Linked DNA regions of Bombyx mori: region 2 is linked to region 1. A link is a contact called in public Hi-C data. All regions are on one chromosome and are shown on one strand. Each heading gives the region's core, a stretch centred on a gene start, on an enhancer-like site or on the middle of the called end of the contact. The rest is flanking DNA. Distances are from core to core; before and after follow the strand shown. Region 1 overlaps LOC101736219 (C-terminal-binding protein). Region 2 overlaps LOC101736219 (C-terminal-binding protein).

The links. A called contact is a pair of places that touch in the nucleus more often than the background predicts.
Region 2: a contact with region 1 is called in a Hi-C map of midgut, with 2.0 times the contacts expected there. The contact joins two enhancer-like sites. A contact is called at or near these places in 2 of 7 Hi-C or Micro-C datasets (midgut and whole pupa).

The regions. Positions count from the first base shown.
Region 1 is chr26:9,997,022-10,003,871 of ASM3026992v2, reverse strand. The region is part of intron 1 of LOC101736219 (C-terminal-binding protein); the gene reads right to left. Among protein-coding and RNA genes, the nearest start is that of LOC101736219, 38 kb to the right of the region's middle. Within about 2 kb of position 2,936, at least 8 of the 8 cell types and tissues checked have open chromatin away from gene starts, as enhancers often do.
Region 2 is chr26:10,059,060-10,065,909 of ASM3026992v2, reverse strand. All of the region lies in intron 3 of LOC101736219 (C-terminal-binding protein), which reads right to left. Among protein-coding and RNA genes, the nearest start is that of LOC101741464, 91 kb to the left of the region's middle. Within about 2 kb of position 2,594, at least 7 of the 8 cell types and tissues checked have open chromatin away from gene starts, as enhancers often do.

The DNA.
Region 1 (6,850 bases), core at 1,687-4,186:
GTTTACAAATTCGCTTGAACAAGCAAAAATTTTATTGCACGTTCTTGTAACACGTTCACAAAATCAATAATGTCGGATCGGTATTATCTTGAACGTGTATGAATTCAAATTACGAAATTTTATTAATAAATGCCTAAACATGTTACATTAATTTTATTTATGGCTCTCACGTTTTAGCTGATTCGTTTTGATTACTTCGTGAATATTTGCGTTGAACAGAAAATAATTCGTACAAATTTTTCAATCAAGCTTTTAAGGGCCTATAATCTACCTGAAAACTTCACATGATCTGTTGTTTTAACAAAAATACTAACTAGTCCAGGTGTATGTAATAAGTATGCTATTAGGGCAAAAAAATTCATAAGTCTTCATTGTCCATTCCGTATTGCATTTCATTATTTATTTTTTAGACAAGTAAACGAGCTCATGGCCCACTAAATTTTAAGTGGTTACCAAAACGAATAGACATCGTAAAGACGTCACCCACCTTAAAACATGATATCGAAGTCGCGTCTATGAAAATTCTAAGGTGAACTTCAGAGAAAATACAGTTGATACAGTCAACAAATTATTTAAAGAGCAAACAACAATCAATGTCGCAATCGCCATTCGAGCAGCTGAGGACCGGACGAGATGGAAACAGCTCACGAGACAGGCAACGGTCAAGTTTCAAGGACACGACCTTCAGCAATGAAGAAACCGACGAAGAAGAAGAATGCCAACCACGAACACTGAACTACACATTGCCTTACTTACCTATATCAAAAACCGAAATCAGAGTGGAACATACAAATTCATATACAAATAACACGATTACATTTTGCAAACGCACTTTTAGGTGTTTCTACCGTCTATTGGATGTTAGACACCGCAGAAAAAGGCCGCCACCGCCAATCTTGAAACATAAAGTTGAAGCTTCAATTTCAACGAAATAACAACCGTCTCACCTTTATCCTTTACTAGCTGACCCGGCAGACTTCGTAGTGCCTCAATCGACAAATAAAAGACCTAAACTTTTGTATAAAATAAACTTAAAACAAACAAAAGGAATCCGTCCTGTCCTACGGGGGACACATCAAAGGAAAAACAAAATTGTTATTTTTATTTAATTCCGAGCATTTTCATATTTATCTACCTTTTAAACCTTCGCTGGACTTCCACAAATAATTCAAAACTAAAATTACCGAAATCGATCCAGCCGTTCTCGAGTTTTAGCGAGACTAACGAACAGCAATTAATTTCTATATATAGAGATAGAAGAAGAAGATTACCATCACAGATATTAACAATACCATTTAAAATATCAATGAATAGATTTTAAACTGAAATACTCCTGGTATTTTTTTTCCCACACTTTTGCATAATAAGCTTTGAAACCATTTTACATACTCCAGTTGGAATGTTTGTTTTGAATTCGTTTCCAACTCAGGCAACCACCGTCGTTTAGCATCTAGATTATCATAATCAGAATATCATGGAATATTCCAGACGATAATTTAAAAAGAGCATTTTATTTTTTACTCAATTAAATGCAAACAAAACTTGCTACTTTTGGAAGTTTTACTTTTGCCTAACAAAATAAAATTATAGTCCAGGGAAAAATAAGCATTTAACATGGGAATCGACCAAATTGAATTCTTTAAATTGTAATTTAAATAAACCCTCAAAAACTCGTTGAATAAAAACAGATTTGGCCCTTGGCATTGCTGACGTCCATGGGCGACGGTAATCACTCAACATCAGGTGGGTCGTATGCTCATCTACTTATAAAGACCATAAAAAATTGTTTCGAATGAATTAGTGCAGGTTCGTTTGCTTGTTCTATGTAGCACCAACATCTCTCCAGTTTCTATATAAGCCAAAAGTGTGACGGTATTAGATCGTATCTTTATTAACATTATAGCTTGATTCTGTGTTTTGTATAATTTGTGGAAGCGTGTTTTGAGCTCGCATGACACACCACCGACCGACTTACCTAATAAACGCTTTTCGATTTGAAGGGTACAATATCCTTGAACTTAATACACAATTCAAACTCCGGTCTCAGACATTTTTCGACGCAACGAATATTTCAAATACTAGTATACGGTAAAAGTCGATGAAGCGTACCTACTCAACGCATCGATCACGTCACGGAAACGCCCCTGAGACTTGTATAAATTGCATACACGTATTACGTACAATAGCGCTGATGATGAATACAGAGATGAATGTATTCTATTGTAAAAAAAAAAGAATGCTCTTTGAATAATAACTATACAAAAGTTAAAAGTTTAAGCTGCAATAAAACATAGTTTATTCGATTAAAACAATGTATGTAATTCTAGTACTTATACTCACTCAGATAAGGTACGTTTACGTCAATATCACGACGTGACGTTAAGTTTTTTTATCACGAAATATAGTAAACCATTATTTTCAAAAAAAAAACCAGCCTTTTGTGAATATACAATTATTGTAATTATATTAAATAATAATAGATAAATATTTGACATTTTTATTCCTATCGTACTTTTTTTTTAATTAATTAATCTAAAATGTTAGTACCATAATAATGAAATTAGTAACCATAATAATGAAAAAGAAAAACGCTTCACCAAACATCTCTAAGTAAAACGGTACACAACCTCACAGTAGATCAGCTCTCAAGTTAATTCAATAACCTACAAATTCACGTACCTACGTATTCGTCAAAGCCGAGATTATAAATAAATGTTACGCGTGTATTGTGTCCGCAAGGTCACTGAACGCGCCCCTCGAAACCTCAAGAGACGGAAATTCAGTCACTTTGTTTGCAGTGAGTATTCAAATCTCGCTATTATTTACTGTACTGGAGAGTTCAACGTACCTGAGGTGATAGGAGAGCTCCGTTCCAGTCGAACATTATAAAGCATCGCCGAGTACAATCCGACGGGTGTACACAATAGGGTTTCGCTTCTTGTCCACGCGGTCACAATAGGTATATACACAACGATCGACCAGCGTGCGAATCTATGTGTTACGTCATCTATATTCGCGTTATCTGACCGGTGATAGCGTCGTCTCCTCAAATAACAATAATGAAATGGCTAATCGTTATCAATATATTAATACGTGAAGCAAAAAAATTGTATTCCTTTTTACGAAAATTGCGCGGACGGAGGAGTATGAAATTTTCCACACTTATAGAGAATATAGAGAAGAAGTGCACAATGCTAATATTTTTTTGAAATAATGCATAAAAGATACATTAAATCAATAAAGAAAACATTACACACACTACATGCCATGTATTTGACGCACACACACATGCATACTATTATTTATTGTCAAACTTTTGTTCTTGGCGTCTGTTGTCGAATTGAGAAGAGATTAAATATTGTTTGTCTTTGTTAATATTTTTTATAGTGTAGTCTTGGCGAAATTTGTGATTATAGAAGTATAAAATACAATCATAATAGTGTACAAACTTACAATTCCAATTAATTATAGTCGAATTTCGACTACCGCGGGACCTCTAGTTATTATTATTACAGTACGACGGACGCATTCGCTGAATACATTTGTATGTGGGTGGTGTAATGACTGAATTCCGTGTATCGGTGTGGTGCACTCGCACAGAGCGGACCGGCCGCGCCGCGCCACGTGTGATGACGTTGTTTGGCGACCAGGCGGCGCGCAGGTAAGCGTGTACACGGACCGCGTTGTCGGGTATGCGCGCGTTTCGATCCCGCGATAAATTTGATACGGCGAGCGGTGAATGCACCGGCCGGTTGGTTGCCAGCGGTCGCGGTTGCCTTTCACGCCGTCTTTTTTTTTCGTTTCGGACAGGAACGCTGAGGAGCCGAAGATATCAATTTCGACAGTAAAGAGCAACGTGAGAACAGCGGTCACGGAAACACCACGAAGACGGATAAACGCTTGCAATTTTTTTGGAATGTATTTCCTTATGGGACGATGCGGTGGGGTACCCTAACCGGGAAAAAAACGTCCGTAACGTAAGATTTTTATTTAATAGTTGCGTAATATAAGCAAATAATAAATTACCATGATAAAACAGGTCGATCGATAAGCGGTACGCATTTTTACTAAGTAAAGGTGACACGAGGTCGTGTGTCGGGGGCCGACAGTCATGCGAGCACATTATCCAATTTGGCATCGGTCGCGTCATTTCTAATCTCACTAATTGGAATAAGCCTGGTTACAAAAAAAAGTTACGTATATATTTTTATTAAAACATAAACACCATTTTAAAAAAAACAAAACACCAATAATACTACTTAATTAGTAGGAAAAAAAACGGAAATATTCCCAATGACTTGACATAGATTAAACGACTAGTCTTAATTTGGGTCGTCTAGATCAAGCGTCATTTCGTTTGTGAGACGAATAAGCAGTGATAAATGTGTTGTAATCTCGAGAAAACACCTGAATTTATAGGCGCGACGCAGCACTCGACAGACTCTTTGAGTCACGATTCTTTTATGGAAGCTTCAAGCAATAGACTGTAAAATTAGCAATTTAAATCTTGCACGTAAAACGCCGAATGTGCGAAGAGCATCTGTTGGCGGGGTCTTTGATTGTGGTCGTTTACGTATGACGCTCGAAGCGGCGGTTGTTTATGGCGAGCCCGGAAATTGTAATGGTCGATCGAAAATGACAAAGCGTCAGTCGAAGCGAACGAGACACAAAAACGTCAACGTCAACAGAACTAGTCGCTCGATCCAATGCCCGAAACGTTAGGCGCTCGTTGTAAAAAAAACTGAATAATGGAGCCAATGCGGCGTGCGACCAACGGCACACAACCACGCTATTTCGAGACGCGTTTTCCTCTTAGCAATAATAACCCGCATTACTAATAATAATAGAGACAGCGTTGTGTACAAACATTACGACGCAAAACGTTTCGCGGCACTATTACTGTTCCACGAATTTTCTTTAATGGCGGTGGTTGTGGCGATTCGCGAATTCGAAATATTAAAAGAGGAAGGCAGTCGGGATGTACGCGTCGAGCGTAACGCAAATTAGTGCGACATTAACAACTCGCAACTTAAATTAACGGAGTTTGTGTTATTAACGCAGACGACGACAATGAAGACTATTGCAGACCAAGTTTCCGAGTTGAGAAAGCAAGGAAGATTGCATAATACACTCCCAGTTCGGCGAACAAGTTAGCGAGAACTTGCGCTATGTGTGTACACATGCAGAATGTATGATGTGTGTGTGTGTATGTAGCGTTATGACTGTTCTAAACTGGCGGGGTGGTTCGGAGGGAGGTGAGTTTCTCAACTTTCACAGTGCAATGCGCTACGGCGTGCTAAAATATAGTTCAAATCGAGTTCAATTTCTGGGCGAAATTGTAATTTTATTGCCCGTTGTGCTGTGTGTACTAAGTCTCACTTTTTCGTACATCCTAATATTTTATTGTATGTTTGATGTATGTAGCAATTTATTCTCAAGCAACAGAAATGAGAGTAAACATTGATTCATGGTTACTTTGAACTAAAACTAAATCGCTGTTGTTTTTTTTTTTATTGCTTTTTTTTTATTGCCTAAGCAATATCCATCTAAATGGATGGACGAGCTCACAGCCCACCTGGTGTTAAGTGATTACTGGAGCCCATAGACATCTACAACGTAAATGCGCCTCCCACCTCGAGATATAAGTTCTAAGATCTCAGTATAGTTACAACGGCTACCCCACCCTTCGAACCGAAACGCATTACTGCTTCACGGCGGAAATAGGCGGGGTAGTGGTACCTACCCGTGCGGACTCCCAAGAGGTCCTACCACCAGTGATTACGCAAGTTATAATTTTGCGGGTTTGATTTTTATTACACGATCTTATTCCTTCACCGTGGAAGTCAATCGTGAACATTTGTTGAGTACGTATTTCATTAGAAAAATTGGTACCCGCCTGAGATTCGAACATCGGTGCATCGCTCAACACGAATGCACCGGACGTCTTATCCGTTAGGCCACGACGACTAAAACTAAAACTAAATCGCTGCTGTTACAGTTAAGACTTTTAAAGAACAACCGAATATGCAAGTCTGTGCTGTTTGTCAACCAGTCTATAAGATTAGACAACGCAACCCGACAAGAAACAGAACAAGATAACGTTATTACTTCAGTACAAACTTTAGTAATTACAACTAGCCAAACAACGAATCTCTAAACTCAAACGGAATACTAATAGCCAACCTAAATACGTTAATTTGTAATTAATTATTAACATTATTGATGAATAATGCTAATTTAAGATGCTTTCGTTATATCAAAAGTATGTTTTTTTTTGTAAACCTTAACCAACACTTAATTCGCATGCCTATTATGCTAAAATTAGTTTTTTTTATTACCCGAACAGGCAGACGAGCATACCACCTGATGGTAAGTGGTTACCGTCGCTCATGGACGTCATCAATGCCAGGGGCAGAGCCAACCCGCTGCCTACCGCATAATACTCTCCACAAGCCTTGTTTTTGATTGAACTGTTCATTAAAAAAGTCAGACGATTTCACAAATAAACCAAAGCCCGCAACGCTCTTTGTTAATTTTTATTATACTGAAACAGCCTCATATATTGAAATACAATTTAATCGATGTATTCCAATTTAATTGGTTAATCGGTATTCGCATTCATACCAATACATTCATGTCTGGTAATGATTATATTAACACTAATGATTTTTTATTATTATTAAGTCCGTAAGCAAGTTAATTATTAGTCTAAGTGAAATTCTAATAAACGCGATTCAGACCTACCTCTTGATAAAGAACAATGAAGTTAGCAGGATGGGGCTTTGTCTACGCCGAAAATATTCTATACATATTTTTATTTTAATAAGTTTTATTTTGGCATGTAAGACAT
Region 2 (6,850 bases), core at 1,345-3,844, 62 kb before region 1:
GTAAATAATTATATTACTCCTCTCGCCCGATACCCCTATTGGCATTCAAAACACGTATCAAAATTTCCGCTCGTAAAGAACTCTTCGGCACGCTGTGTACTCCCCCGAAGCAAAAAACGATCAGTCATAAAGTTATTGAGAATCAAATTTAGTTCTGAAGCATTCTTTGCCCTCCCTTATAGAACCAAGAAACGGCTTACACGATCTTTAGCAAGTTACGGGTGCTCCTGGAAATTTGCCAATACAGCACACTCTAACCATTACCTACCCGCACAGGACTTCGATCTATCTGGAAGATTAAGAGGAGGAGAAATAATATTCGTTTTCAAACTTAGGATCGTAATTAACTTGTAACTTCAATAAAATCAAAAAATGATGTCATCAAAATACCCAGACGCGTAGACGCCAAAAATTCTACACACACTATTTCTCTTAGAAAGCAACACAAAGTTATGTCATAAGTTAATATTATGTATATTTCTCAAAGGAATCAAAGTAAAAAAGAAACGACCACGAAATAAATATTGAAGACGCAAACCCGATATTATCCCGAAGCCAAAACAATCAATTACTGTATTTGCACAAGTAATTTTCTTGCCAATATCAACTCAAAGAGGCCAAATGAAACGGCAATTCTTTAGCTCAAAGATTATATGATTCGAAATAAAACTCATATTGGGAGAAAAATACATTTTATGTACTGGAAATAGGAGGTTTCCTTTTATTAATTGCGCTTCGTTGTGAATTTGGTTGTTCTGTAATCTCTAGCTTCCGTCATCTTAGAAAAGATTTTCACTAATCTAGTCATTCATTAATCTTAGACTTGCCGTGATGTTCCCAATGAAATGTAAAAAATAATCTATATGGGGTTAGTATAGTTAAACAATATTTCGTTATTATTATATTCAATGTACAAATGCAGTTCTGTTACAGTTTTATAATTATGATGGAAGAATTGTAATCAGAAGACACGAACTATGTACTCGATTCTTGTTCGTTTCTATTAATGACATCACAAAGTGAACAGCGCCCTCGCCTTGAGACATGAGGTCGATATTTTAATTGTATTGTATAACAGCGGCAGAAACAGACGAGATGGGGACACCTATCTCGTGCAGACTCACAACACACCTCAATACCGCCGGCAATTATCGGAAAATTTATAAATATTTTCTCTGATCTGATCTTCCATTCGTGAATAAGAGTTAAATATAATAATAATAGCTTTTGCCCGCGTCTCCGTCCGCATGGAATAATTACTTTGGCATAACGCTAAATTTTACCCCCACTTCATTTACGTAGAAAGTGAAAATATTTTTGAATTATAGAATGCTAAGGAGCTATTTAAACCCCTATTTTGAAACATTCTTTATTGGTGCTCCACATGTATAGGACCTTACCGTGATGTTATATAGCCTATAGCCTTCCTCAATAAATGGGTTATATAACATTGAAAGAATTTTTCAAATCGGACCAGTAGTTCCTGAGATTAGCGCGTTCAAACAAACAAACTATTCAGCTTTATAATATTAGTATAGACACCACTTGTCGACATGACGATGTTTTCTTTATGATCTACCCTCTCAACTAAGCTTCACCACATTTTCCAATGTACATAATTATGTAGCCATACCAATACAAAGCAGAAATAAAACACCGTACCAAACATTAACTATTACAGAGAGCACCGCGCACCGTTTCGTTACAATTTCGCCAAACAGTTGTTACTGGTGGTAGGACCTCTTGTGAGTCCGCACGGGTAGGTACCACCGCGCCGCCTATTTCTGCCGTGAAGCAGTAATGCGTTTCGGTTTGAAGGGTGGGGCAGCCGTTGTGACTATACTGAGACCTTAGAACTATATCTCAAGGTGTGTGGCGCATTTACGTTGTAGATGTCTATGGGCTCCAGTAACCACTTAACACCAGGTGGGCTGTGAGCTCGTCCACACATCTAAGCAATAATACAAAACAAATATCTGTAAATCTCAAGTTTACAACCGTACCTCGGTATCAGTTTAATTAACGTTCTCGAATGCTTCTTATCTCGTTTGTGAAAGATACGATTGTCCCGGTCGTTGCACTATCGATTGGACCGGGCGTTACGCAGAACCGTCGTCTACACGTTAAGACAATGAGCGCACTATTGCTACTTTAAATTAATTAAAGTTCCCAGTATAGGGCACATGTAAAGATCATTTTTATGATTATAGAGACAACCATTTTTGTATATACAAATACTAACATGTTTTATGGAATAAATCGAATAATGTTGATCGGGAGTTTTGTGCAATACAATTTTTACTAAGAATATTTTTATGTTAATGTGACATCAGCATTTTACAGTAACAAAATTGAATTTAAAACCCATTTTAAAAACATCTAAATAAATCAAAAATCGCGTTACTCTAGTAGTTATAAGATTATAATTAGTTTTTTAATCACTAATTCCTATTTAAGTCGTTCTCTACATAAGCGTCCTCTTCTGATCGCAGAGGGCGCTGCCTAGCTAGTCAGTTACTGGATATCAGATCACAAAGAGCGTCACACAACCACGACACAATAGAGCACTGTGTCCGTATCTCGATTAGATTGATGATATAGAGCACGTTAGCTGGAAAGCGGTTCGTTCACGTCTGCCCTCTCGAGTCTAGAGGCGTTTATACAAACGTGCCAATTTAGCGTGTACGCGATAATATTAACGGACAAACTATGTCCGATATCGATCGGCGTCGTAATCCCATGAGCTGGTTACTACGAGATATGTACAAACTAGCAGTTTAGAATTAATTAGCTTAGACAAGGCTTTACGCACTTTGTATGTAGATGTTATGTTGTTTATTAGACTCGATTATTTACTAGCAGAATCTTAACTGTACACCTACTATTATTTTTATTGCTTAGATGTGTACGAGCTCACATCCCTCCTGGTGTTAAGTGGTTACTGGAGCCCATACACATCTACAACGTAAATGCGCCACCCATCATGAGATATAAGTTCTAAGGTCTCAGTATACAAAGACTGCCCCACCCTTCTAACCGAAACGCATTACTACTTCACGGCAGAAATAGGCGGGGTGGTGGTACCTACCCGTGCGGACTCACAAGAGGTCCTACCACCAGTAAACTATAATATTATATTGACATATGATTTCAAGTTATATATAGATAATCGTTTCATCTTTTCTATCCTTTAAAGAATGTTATTAGAATTCAATTGGAACCATATTACGTTTACAAAGAATATATGTAGCTTTCTTTTGTCACAAGTAAAAAAAAAATATGCCGTATTTATAACAACACTGTTAGAATTATTTTAAATAGTAACCAATTCGCATCTCGAATCAATAGAGGCCGGGTGCTTGTCCTCAATCGATACTTGCTGTGCCACATTCAATCTAAACGTCCACTTCGATTGACCTTACTCATTTGTCATTAGTCACAAATTTGACATTTGACACAAGACAATATACAGCAAGAACGGAGAGGGTGCTACATAAATTCGAAATACCTTTCATAATACATTTGAATAGAACTGTTAGTATGCCACTGGTCTAATCTCCAAAAAGTAAGGGAAACTTGACCAAAAAACACGTTGGTCCGTGTTTGCAATTTTGCAAAAACACGATATCGTTCTGGGGCAAAACACTGCCTTACCACACAAGTCACAATACAGTAAATCAGCACGCGATAAGAACGAGATGCGAGAAAGTACCGCCCTTAAGCTTCCAATCAATGTTTGGCCACATCGTTGCGTACGATTCCGATTGTCTCCGTCTCATTTCCCGCTGACCCAGAAAGCTGACATCACACAAGGGGTGGCCTGCCCCCCCCCGTCCCTCCCTTTGTTACGTGCCAACTCCTGATCGGGAACTAAAAAAGCCGCAATTTCTATTTTCAAGTCCGCAGACCGGAAATAAAACTCGATCCATTTGGGACTTGTACGAAACTTTTCAAGTTGTAACCGTAAATTACGTTATTAGTTGTAATCGGTTTATGTCGCGTTTAGCTTTTGGCTTACTTAAAAAGGTTTAAATGTGTATAACAAACTCGATTTTTTTTAGTAAAAAAAAACAATACAGTGTAATTTTCAGATTCTTACAACTTAACTTATACTGGTGATAGGACCTCTTGTGAGTCCGCGCGGGTAGGTACCACCACCTCGCCTATTTCTGCCGTCAAGCAGTAATGCGTTTCGGTCTGAAGGGTAGGGCAGCCGTTGTAGCTATACCGAGATTTTAGAACTTATATCTCAAGGTGTGTGGCGCGTTGTAGATGTCTATACGCTCCAGTAACCACTTAAAACATCAGGTGGGCTGTGAGCTCGACCCCCATCTAAGCAATAAAAAAAAACAAATACAAATTAACTTATTTAGATATCTTTAATTAAAATTTTCTCAGAAGCAAGAAGCTTCTCAATGTTCACAGGGTTGTCAACATCGAGTTTTGGTAGTATAAAGGGCGGTACGTAGTCAAAGACACGGGGGAGGGAGTGAGTTCCGTCAACTTATTAGGTAATGCAGACAGGGCAATTTCCGTAACTTTGGCCGTTTGCGGCATGCACTCTTGAAGATTAACGACGATGAAGTTACGATTTATCATTCATTGTTCGATGGAGTTTTTGAAATATTTCCTAAGGCTTTAAAGTTAATTTAATATTAATTTTTTTCAATAAAATTCCACAGTTTACAAATTTAGAGAAAATAAAGCATCATAAAATCTTTTTTTTTTATTATTGGATATGTTCAGAAGATTAAAACCTTAACAAAGAAAATTTGTTTTAATTAGATCATTTCTGTTAAAATGAGTCATGGATCTGACGTAACTAAAGTTTTTTTACTCGGATTGAAAATTTCTAGTTATTATTCAAACTTTCAACGTTTTATATTCCTGATAGTTACGGAATCAACTACATACCATACAAAATTTTACATCACAAATGAGTCGTCTATTATCAAAGGTGGCAGGCAATCTGTACATTTGGACAAAACATTTTTATTGATATGTCAATACAGATTTATTTGAATATAATCGTCTCCTTCAAAGAATATGGTTCAAAACCTGCATTAAATAAAGGTTAATAGTTAACCTGTTATTTATCTAAGATGTCGTTCCGAAGAGTTTTGTAACTGCCAATGGAATACAAAGTCAATAATTCGTTTTTCTGATTTACCAATCATTGTCCAAAAGTCAGATTGCCGCCTTTGATAATAGTCGAGTCAAATAACAAATACTTAACAATAAATAATAGTTTAAAAAAGCTAACAAAATACGCTTTTATAGAAAATCCAACTAAAAAATAGAAAATAAAATTTAATAAATTTGAATTAAAAATAGTGAAGAAAACATAATTTTATAAAAAAGCGTATTGAATTGTCATCGGTCTTTAATAAGTATATCAAATTTCGAGTTAATCTGACGTTTTGAAGGGGATCAAAATCTTCCGTTACATACTAACATACATACGTCTGAAGCTAATAAAAGCGTATTAAAAAAAACACAGGGTTATAACTCAATTTATCCATAAAAAATCTTTCCCACAAATCGTCAAGATATTAGGGTACATTTCCGCTGCGTTCGTAACGAGTTACCGGAACAAAACAAAACAAAAAAATCTATGGAACAACTAAAATTTCCTGTTTACCAAGTTCGCGAAGAAAAGTTGTTTGTTGTTGTTAGTGTACAGAGAGACGGGAAGTTAGAGCCGGCCGCCGGTCCAAAAGTCGTGAACATAGAGCATTATAGCCCCTCTTTTGCGTTTAATTCGCCCCTTGGTCGAAATGGTAGTTTCGAATAGTTAAACAACCAACAAACTTGGACGGTGAATAAATAATACTCACTACATGCGGTCACTGTCAGTCGCTTTTTCTATACCGTCATTTGAAAGCATGAAAGTTTGTTTTAATTCTACGATAATTAGTGTAAATTTTTTGATCCATATAATAAATCCGGGCACATTTTTTCTGGAAATTCATATCTAATTGATTTATTTTTCTTCCAATTGGCAAGTAAAATTAAATTCAAACGTAAAGGGCAAATGTGTGTGTAATGTGTGTGTACCCTGGGGGCCGCTTTGCTGGTTTCGGTGGAATATAAAGTGCGGTTATTTATACATTTGGAATGTATCAGATTTGTTTAATAACGATTTCCAAAGTCTAGGCTCGCCTAGTATGCTCATAACAGTCTCCTTCTCCCATTCTTGGACCCTTCTCACTCCCAAACAATCACCCGCGCCAAGTAAAAACAAGTCAAGCAATAAGATTCTCTATTTAATAAATAATAGTAAATACGCTCTTTTATAGAAAATCCAACTAAAAAATAGAAGATAAATTTAAAAAAATGGAATTAAAAATAGTGTAAAAAAATATGATTTTATTGTAAAAAAAAAGCGTGGGGTACTTTTCAGGATATTATCAATAAAACCCTTCTACTCGTATCTGTTCTTAAAATAAAGTATACCAAATTTCGAGTTTATCCGACGTTTTGAAGTGGGTCAAAAAAATCATGTTCAAAGATTCCGTTACATACTAACAACATACGTCTGAAGCTAATAAAAGCGTATTAAAAACTAGCAAATATTAAACTACAAAATTATCATCGCTTCCAACATTACCTACTTTAAGTCCATTAAAATGAAGTTTCCCCTAACATTGGGACATTCGAACTTGCAAACTGCGCAGACTGGCAAAGGGGCGACCGAAGCGAGGGGAGAGGGGGAATACTGAACAAACTTACCCCGGTAAACAATCCCTTCGGGGCCAACGGATAACTTCTGACGTGTCATAATCTTATGACTACAACTTTGGTTGGAAGTAGAGTTTGCTTTTTCAAGCTCGAGTTGTTAGGAAATTCA